Linked DNA regions of Mus musculus: all the other regions are linked to region 3. Evidence: chromatin contacts called from public HiCAR-type and promoter capture Hi-C data. All regions are on one chromosome and are shown on one strand. The core of a region is the stretch at or near the end of the contact, and the rest is flanking DNA. Distances in the headings are between cores, read along the strand shown.

The links. Promoter capture Hi-C pulls out the DNA fragments that hold promoters and counts their contacts. HiCAR-type assays count read pairs that join an accessible place to other places.
Region 1: a contact with region 3 is called in a promoter capture Hi-C map of hippocampal neurons, with 5 times the contacts expected there. The contact joins the enhancer-like site here to the promoter of Gria2 in region 3. A contact is called at or near these places in 12 of 39 promoter capture datasets (the 3T3-L1 cell line, the SN4741 cell line, embryonic stem cells and 7 more) and 5 of 115 datasets of contacts at active chromatin or transcription factors (SST interneurons, astrocytes, embryonic forebrain and 2 more).
Region 2: a HiCAR-type map of astrocytes shows a contact between it and region 3, with 4 times the contacts expected there. The contact joins the promoter of Tdo2 here to the promoter of Gria2 in region 3. A contact is called at or near these places in 2 of 39 promoter capture datasets (cranial neural crest and hippocampal neurons), 1 of 115 datasets of contacts at active chromatin or transcription factors (astrocytes) and 1 of 9 other capture datasets (liver).

What each region holds. Positions count from the first base shown.
Region 1 is chr3:81,834,116-81,836,815 of GRCm38.p6, reverse strand. No RefSeq gene overlaps it. Among named protein-coding and RNA genes, the nearest start is that of A830029E22Rik, 33 kb to the right of the region's middle. Within about 2 kb of position 1,320, at least 56 of the 459 cell types and tissues checked have an H3K27ac peak or open chromatin away from gene starts, as enhancers often do. A contact at or near this core is called in embryonic stem cells, hippocampal neurons, neural tube and 1 more, where this site is marked.
Region 2 is chr3:81,974,384-81,977,083 of GRCm38.p6, reverse strand. Tdo2 (tryptophan 2,3-dioxygenase) reads left to right here and starts at 1,356. Exons shown (of 12, transcript NM_019911.2): 1 at 1,356-1,425; 2 at 1,655-1,760; 3 at 2,673-2,700. The coding sequence starts at 1,391.
Region 3 is chr3:80,801,215-80,803,952 of GRCm38.p6, reverse strand. Gria2 (glutamate receptor, ionotropic, AMPA2 (alpha 2)) reads left to right here and starts at 1,260. Exons shown (of 16, transcript NM_013540.4): 1 at 1,260-1,656; 2 at 2,168-2,308. The coding sequence starts at 1,569.

The DNA of each region.
Region 1 (2,700 bases), core at 71-2,570, 1.0 Mb before region 3:
GGTGAAGTTATCAAGTTTCACTCAATTTCCTCACCCAATACAGCTGACAAAAGTATGTACTTTAAAGTGAGACCTCCTGGGAAGGCATCTCAGTAGAGAGAATACCTGCTTTGCAAGTATAAGGACCAGAGTCCAGATCGCCACACCCTGTCTAAAACCCCAGACAAAGCAGCAAACACGTGTCACCGGAGAGATGACAGTTTGTGAAGTAGAGGCACTGGATCCCTGGAAACTTATTGTTACTTATTCGGCAAATTTCTAGGCCACCGAGAGACCTATCTCAAGTAAAAGGTGGACAGTGCCTAGGGAACCGAAGGCAATGTTGTCCTCTGACTGATATGCACATGGACACTTTTCTACGCATACACATGCATCGACACAAACACATCCACACACAAAGTAAAATTGTTCACGTGAGCCTTCATAGTCTGCAAATGTCCCCCGCTATTCTTTATGAGCTTTGGTCTGCCGTTTCTGGGTTTTGGCAGGGATTTGTGTGAAATAATTAGAAGACAGTAATAAGCAGTGAAGTCCATATACAAGCCGGGTGTGGGGCAGAGAAAGGGAACATCTTTAAGACACGCAAGAATCATATCCTGTCCTGCCTTGAACTGAGAAGAGTTTGTTTGGAGAGAGTGAGTGCAGAGGGTACATTTACAAGGCTGGTTTCAGAGTTAACATGATTATCAACACAGGTGATATAGCTCCTTGTGCAGCAGTCGGCTGTGCACTGACAGCCTGGTCCCCGGTTGAGCAAAGGTCTGGAACCCTGGTGACCAGATGGGTGGAGACTTCCACCTGCATGGGATGACAAATGTTCAGCCACGCCTCCTGGGTTCCTGTCTCCTGTGTGCTGTCTCACATAGCTACAGCCTCCTACAGCTCCCCACCCCACCCCCGCAGAGCAGCACCAAGCCCTCCCACATGCAAATAAGGTTTCCCCAAAGCTCTCATACCAAACCAACGAGAAGCATTTGTTTTCAGACCCTTACCCACACCAAAGCTGTATGTAAAAATCCTATCCGGAAGGATTAAAAGTGTAGGAGAACTACTCCATCGTCTGAGCCTTCTGTTCTGAGAGCTGTAACATTTTGGAAAAGGTCTGCTCTCCCCAAGTGCTGCCTAAAGCTCTGCTGCACTCCTCACTGCCTGGTCAGTCTGTTGTTGGCCCAGCCCTACTTGCAGGGCAGCAAGGAGAAATCTTTAAACCTAGAAGGCATGGCAGAGACAAGGTGGAGTCAACTGCAGCCGCAGAACTGGCAGAAGGGACTTCCCCTCCCTGCCTGCACTGCTTCCCCTCGCTGGAATTCTCACACCAGGCAGGGCCAGAGTTCTCCGTGCAAAGCCTCTGGTACACAGACCCACAGCTCCTCTCCAAGACTGTCTGGACATGAGGGGGGGGGGGGGAGGAGACTATTTGTCTCCCGCACTTTACCCTCATTTACATTTGATTTGTAGGGCTTGGCACGAGGAGTTAGTTCATATATCCTATAACATAAAATAAAGGTAGTAAAAGTTACCTTTATTTTTATTGTTCAAAAAATAAGTCTTGAAAATGCACAAGTTTTGCTTTGAATCAGAGCATGGTATTTCTGGATGATTAGTTTAATATATTCCATTAAGTTAAAATATTTTAATGAAGATTCATGGCAACCTACAAGGTTCTTTGAAACCATAGTTTTGAATCATTCACCTAAGGAACTTCCTATCCTACAGTTTGGTTTCCCAAAACATAAGCCTTATAAGTTGCTTTGAGTTGTTTACATTGTCATTTTATACAACCTTGCTTGTTTGCTTTTTGCTTGCCCATACCTGAGCTGAAAAATATATATCTTGCCATACTCCTTCACCAACGTCATATGATAAAATATTCTCCCATGCATAATAGCAGCTGGTTCTACAGGACACTTTTAAAATTAATAATTTTTGGATTAAAGTATAATTATATTATTTTCCTTTCCTCTTTCATCCTCTAACAACTCCCATCAACCTCTTTTCTCTCTCAAATCCATAGCTTCTTTTCCTTTAATTGTTTTTATATATTTTTATATTATATATTTATATATGTAATATAGGTTACAAATATGTTCTTATATGTATAAATATGTTTTTATATATGTTATAGGTAAAATTTACATCCATATTTATATATATAACGTAAATCCATATAAGTGAATTGTATTTATATCCAACTCAGTCCATATAATATTATTTGCATGCATGTGTAGGAGCTGTCATTTTAACTGGAAATAGGTCTAAACATGATTTTAGCCTTGAAAACTGTAAATGTTTTGTAGCTCATCCTCCATTCATGCTTGGACTTTATCTCTCTTGACCTTGTGCAGGTTGTCTGTGAACTGTGAATTCGTGTGTGCAATGGTGTTGTCAATAGATACAGTAATAAACTAACCTGTAAAGTCTTAACTCTTCAGTGATTAATGCCTCTCTAAACCCTCATCAGAGAAGCTCCCTTTTGATCCAGTAGATGGAGATTAATAAAGAGAAACCCACTACTATTAAACCTACAGTAAAGCAACCAACTCTAAATGACACATCAGTATCACTCAACCTCTCCCGAAGGCTCAGGGATCATTGCTGAAGAGGGGGAAGAAATTCTGTAAGACTGGGGATTAGGATCCCTGTAGTGAGGTGGTATTTGTTGCTTAGTTCTTTGTTTCTTTAGTGTGTCCTCTTTATTCT
Region 2 (2,700 bases), core at 107-2,606, 1.2 Mb before region 3:
GTCCCCATCCCCTCCTCCCTCCCCCTGCCTCTATGAGGGTGCTCCCCCACCTGCCCACCCACTCCTGCATCAATGCCCTAGTGTTCCCCTATCCTGGGTCATCAAGCCTCCTCAAGACCAATGGGCTCCCCTCCCAGTAATGCCAGATAAGGCAATCCTCTGCTACATATCTAGCTGGAGCCATGATACCTCCATGTGTACTCTTTAGTTGGTGGTTTAGTCCTTGGGAGCTTTAGGGGGTCTGGTTGGTTGATATTGGTGCTCTTCCTATGAAGTTGCAAACCCCTTCAGCTCCTACAGTCCTTGCCCTAACTTCTCCATTGGGGTCCCTACACTCAGTCCAATGTTTGAATCTGTACATCTGCATCTGTATTGGTCTGGCTCTGGCAGAGCCTCTCAGGGGACAACTATACTAGGCTCCTGTCAGCAAGCACTTCTTGGCATCAGCAATAATGTCTGGGTTTGATGTCAGCAGATGAGTTGCATCCCTAGGTGGGGCAGTCTCTTGATGACCTTTCTTTCAGTTTCTGCTCCACTTTTTCTCCCTGCATTTCGTTTTGAGAGGAGGAATTCTGGATTAATATTTTTGAGGTGGGTGGGTGGCCCTATCCCTTAGCTAGGGGCCATGCCTGTCCATTGGATATGGGGTCTACAGGTTCTATCTCCCCTTTGTTGGGTATTTGAGTTAATGTTCTCCCTTTTGGGTCCTGGGAACCTCTTGGGTCCCTGACATCTGGGACTTCCTAGTGGCTACTCCCAATTCCCCTTCCCCCACTGCTACACAGCTACTTTCAAACTCCTGACCCTCTGTACTTCTCCCCCATCTCCTCCCATATCTGAACTGCCCTTCCTTTTCCCTGCCCCTCCTCTCTCCCTTCTAGATCTCTCTCTCCCTCTACTTCCCAGAGATTATTCTTTTCCCCCTACTGAGTAGGGCTGACATTTCAATACTTGTTTCTCAGAAGTCAGGAGACTACACTACTGGGAGAAGTTAAACTTTTGCCTATAATGCCATTCTCTTTAAGGATTCTTATGCTAATAGAAAACTTTATTGGAATTAAGTAGTTAAGTGTAAATGTCTATGGACTTGGCCTCTATTGATTTATTTGATGTCTTCTATGTTGGATATAAAAGCTCAACTTGGCAAGTTAGAGGGTTTGGCACGCCCTGCTAGCAAACAAGCTGTGCCCCAACAAAAATCCACCCCCAAGTTACAGAGGCTCAGTTCTGAACCAGTACGAAATGAGATCCGGGCTAAGAGTGTAAGCTGGGTGCTGATTGGCTGTGTCTGGCAATCAGGATACATAAAAGGCAAGCACTAAAGTATCTGGGAAGGTTGATACCATTCCTGACCTAGCAAACCTGTGTGGTCCTGAGACACTTCAGTACTATGAGTGGGTGCCCGTTTGCAGGAAACAGTGTAGGGTGAGTGTTTATCTCTGTTTATATGGAAGGGAACTTTCCAGCCTTAGCCTATAAACAGTCAAATTCCTGGACTTAAAAGTTAATTCCTTGCTTCTTATTAGTCTGTTAATTTATTAATAAACCAGACAGAATTAGAAACAGAGTTGTACTTTCTTATTTTATGGGCACTCTGCTTTTGGTTTTTTTGTTTGTTTGTTTTAATTTTTTGTGTCATTCACTCAAAATGCAGATACACTTTGAAAAACGTATCTATGGAGGACAATGAAGAAGACAGAGCTCAAACTGGTGTAAACAGAGCCAGCAAAGGAGGACTTATCTATGGCAATTACTTGCAGGTAGGTGCTGGCAACCAACCCCTCGCTGGCTTTAGCTGCTGTCATCAGCCACTAAATTGTCTCTAAATGGTCTTTCACTTGACTGTATTTTTTTTTTTTCAATCACCAGTAGTTTTCTGAACCTTCGGACCTTTCTATTCGTAGATATCTGTGCCTATTCAAATCTGCTATGGCACGTTGAGTGGTGAAATGTTCCTTCCTAGAAGAGGCTCTGCAACAGCAGAAAGTTCTGTATCTGGACAGGAGATTGTGAAAGATAAAGCACAGGGCAGATAGCAGACGGGCTGTGCTCAGCACATGTGAAAAGATGGGGGTCAGAACCCCAAATCCCCATCGGAAATCTGCAAATTCCACATTACAATGTAGAAATGTTAAAGGTACACAGAACCTTCTCAAAACCATTAGGAAATAAAAGACAGCTTTCCATTGGGAATTGGGAGGTGATTATGGTTCGCTTTCAGATTAAAAATTTAAGGTGGGAAATGGTTAAAGTTCTCGTGCTTCTTTGGTAGTTTTGTAAGGATGAAGTGATAATGAATGTAAAACCCGCCAGAAGCCTTTGAGTAGGAGGAAAGAAAAGTATTGCAGACTTGAAGCAAACGGTTGGCTTCCCACCATACTGTCCTGAGAACACTGGCATTTGAGAGGACAGTGCTGTCTCACTGAGGATTTTGGAGAAGAACGGCAACTACAATTATTCTTAAAATCGCAAATTTAACCTACTTTTTGTTGTTGATGATGAAACTCATTTACTGTTTTTTTTTTTTTTTTTTTTAAAGACCGATCACAGTTTGAAAGGACTTGACTCAGGGGTACTTTTTCCAGAATTGTAGTCTGCTTCTTGTTAATGTCTGTGTGCACAACCCTAGAGCTGAAATCTTAAGATCCATCTTCTCATTTTCTTATTTAAAGTTGGAAAAGATTTTGAATGCGCAAGAAC
Region 3 (2,738 bases), core at 11-2,510:
CTCTTTCATTTCTCTGTTTAAAACAAAACACATACAATTTGGTAAAGAATTTCTGAGGCTGCAGAGAGACTTGCCACGCAGGTATATAGAGATGGCTTGGCATGAAGTGGAGTTTTGAACATAGATTTCACAGGCATATACAATCATCGCTATGCTTTACCAAGCCCCTTCTCACAAACTTTAATTTTTAATGTATTCGTTACAATCCAGATACCCAAGCAGGCTCGGTGTAATGAGGTAACCTACTTCCTTGAGGCAGTGATTATTTTTGAAACTTAAGGCCATAATGTAATGGGGTATCTGGTTTGTAACTAAGAGTGATACATCCATTCTAGACTACTACCCCCCCCCCCCCCCCCGCAGAAACCTACGGTTCTTTCAATCTCTATACAAAACGGACATCTAAGAGCCAAGTCTACATGACTCTACAGCAGGGGGGAGTCTGCACTGTAGTACAAGAGCAATCCACAGGCAATGTGGCTTGAACAATCGAACCACTATCCAAAGGGGCATACTCTAAAGATGGATTCCTACACGAAGTCTTTCAAAGGTTTGATCGAGTTACCCGGGTCTTGGCATCCTTTTATAGTTAAGGATAGAATTTTGGGTTTCCCTGAGATTATGCTTGCATTATAGGAAGCTAAAGTTCACGATTTTGGGAGTTGTCCCTTCAGGGAGTATTTTGTTTGCTTTTTATCTGGGTCAGCTGAGGCAGAAGGCAGTGTGTGGATACTGCTAAGTGGATTTTGAGACAATCAAATCATATTCGTTGTGCTCAATGTAAAACAGGGCCCTACGGAAGAAAGCTTCGCCGCCAACAGCAATTAGCAGTTCGGCTTCCTAGGCATAGCAACCGGAAATCAGTTTTGCAGCATTTGGATCTGGCTGGAACATCTCTGCAGCTACAGTAAACCCTGCAACCTCAGCCCATAGCAGGGACCAAAGCGCTGTCCGCGGTGCTAAAATCGAATGCGCAAGACTGGAGGTCTCTAAGAGGCACCAGGCTGCCCGGCTCTGAGCCGCGCTTTCTCGGCACCGCGCAGAAGCTGCCAGGGCTGTGCGGGGTGCGGGGCGCTGTGCGGGGGAGGGGTGGGTGCGCGAGCTCGCCGCCTGCCTCGAGTCGCGCACGCGCGCCCGGGACTGCCTGCCCCTCTCTGTGACTTTCCTGTGTGTGTGCGTGTGTGTGTGTGTATGTGTGTGTATGTGTGTGCGCGCGCGTGTGAGAGAGGAGAGAGGGAGAAGAGAGCTCGAGAGAGGGTGATTGTGTGAGTGCACGGGAGGGTGCTGATATTCCCAGACACCGGGACCACAGCAGCAGCTCAGCTAAAAACTGCATTCAGCCAGTCCTCGGACTTCAGGAGCAGGGACAGGACGCAGGCATCAACAGCCACCAGCTAAACCTGGGAGATAAGGATTCTTCTGCCTTCACTTCGTGGTTTTAGCAGCTCCTTGCTAAATTTCGACCTCAAAATGCAGAGGATCTAATTTGCTGAGGAAAACGGTCAAAGAAGGAAAAGGAGGAAAGGGAAACGAGGGGATATTTTGTGGATGCTCTACTTTTCTTGGAAATGCAAAAGATTATGCATATTTCTGTCCTCCTTTCTCCTGTTTTATGGGGACTGATTTTTGGTGTCTCTTCTAACAGCATACAGATAGGTAGGTACCTTTTGTGTTATGCCTTTGAATTGTGCATAATTTGGTGGTAATCTTTGTTCACAGTGTGCAAATTAATTCATGTCATGTAGACTTATGTCATACCTTGACTGCATTCCAGATTGAAACTACCTAGAATATACATGATTTTCTTAGGCTGAAGCAAAAAGAAATGACTATGCCTTTTGACACAATAGAGGGGAAAGGATCTGTTCATTTCTGACCGGGTACTGCGTTACTTCTGCCTTGAAGGCATCTCCTAGTGTGCTCAGATTTTCAGGGAAATGATCGCAAAGCTCAAGATTAAAAGGGAGAATCTTTTTGGTCTTTAGACTCTCCCCCTTGCCTTGGATCCGTTGAGCACCTTTTGGATCCTTGCTGCCCAACTCACTGATTACGTTTATTATAGCGGGTAGTGTGAATAAGAGACTCTGGGGCTGTTGGGTGCTAGCATCCCACTCTTATCTCTCCAGGGCTCTGACATCGTTCTCTTGCTTGCTGTTTATTTTTGCAGGGGGGCTATTTCCAAGGGGCGCTGATCAAGAATACAGTGCATTTCGGGTAGGGATGGTTCAGTTTTCCACTTCGGAGTTCAGACTGACACCCCATATCGACAATTTGGAGGTAGCCAACAGTTTCGCAGTCACCAATGCTTGTAAGTAATGAATATTCATATCTTTCCAGTGCTGCACAGGGACACAGGGAAAGCAAGCCTGTGAATGCCAGTGAAGGATGGTGTGCCTGTGTGTGTGTGTGTGTGTGTGTGTGTGTGTGTGTGTGTGTGTGTGTGTGTGTGTTGCTGGCTTGTCATGTGTGGGTGGGAGTGACTGAACACGCGCGTGCGTGTGAAGGTACAGCGAGAAGGTGGCTGTAATCTTTGGGACCCCCACTGACCGGCGGGCAGTGAAGTGGGGACAAAAGGCACTGAACAGTATGCGCAGTATGTGCACCCTAGAATCTGGGGTAGGGGTTGGACTTGGACTGTTCTTTCGAATTCAGGGGGTTCTTGCTTGATTCTGGCGCCTCTAAAGAGGATCTCCCAACCCCCTCCCTCTTGCGCGCCTATTGGCACTCTACCAAAAGAG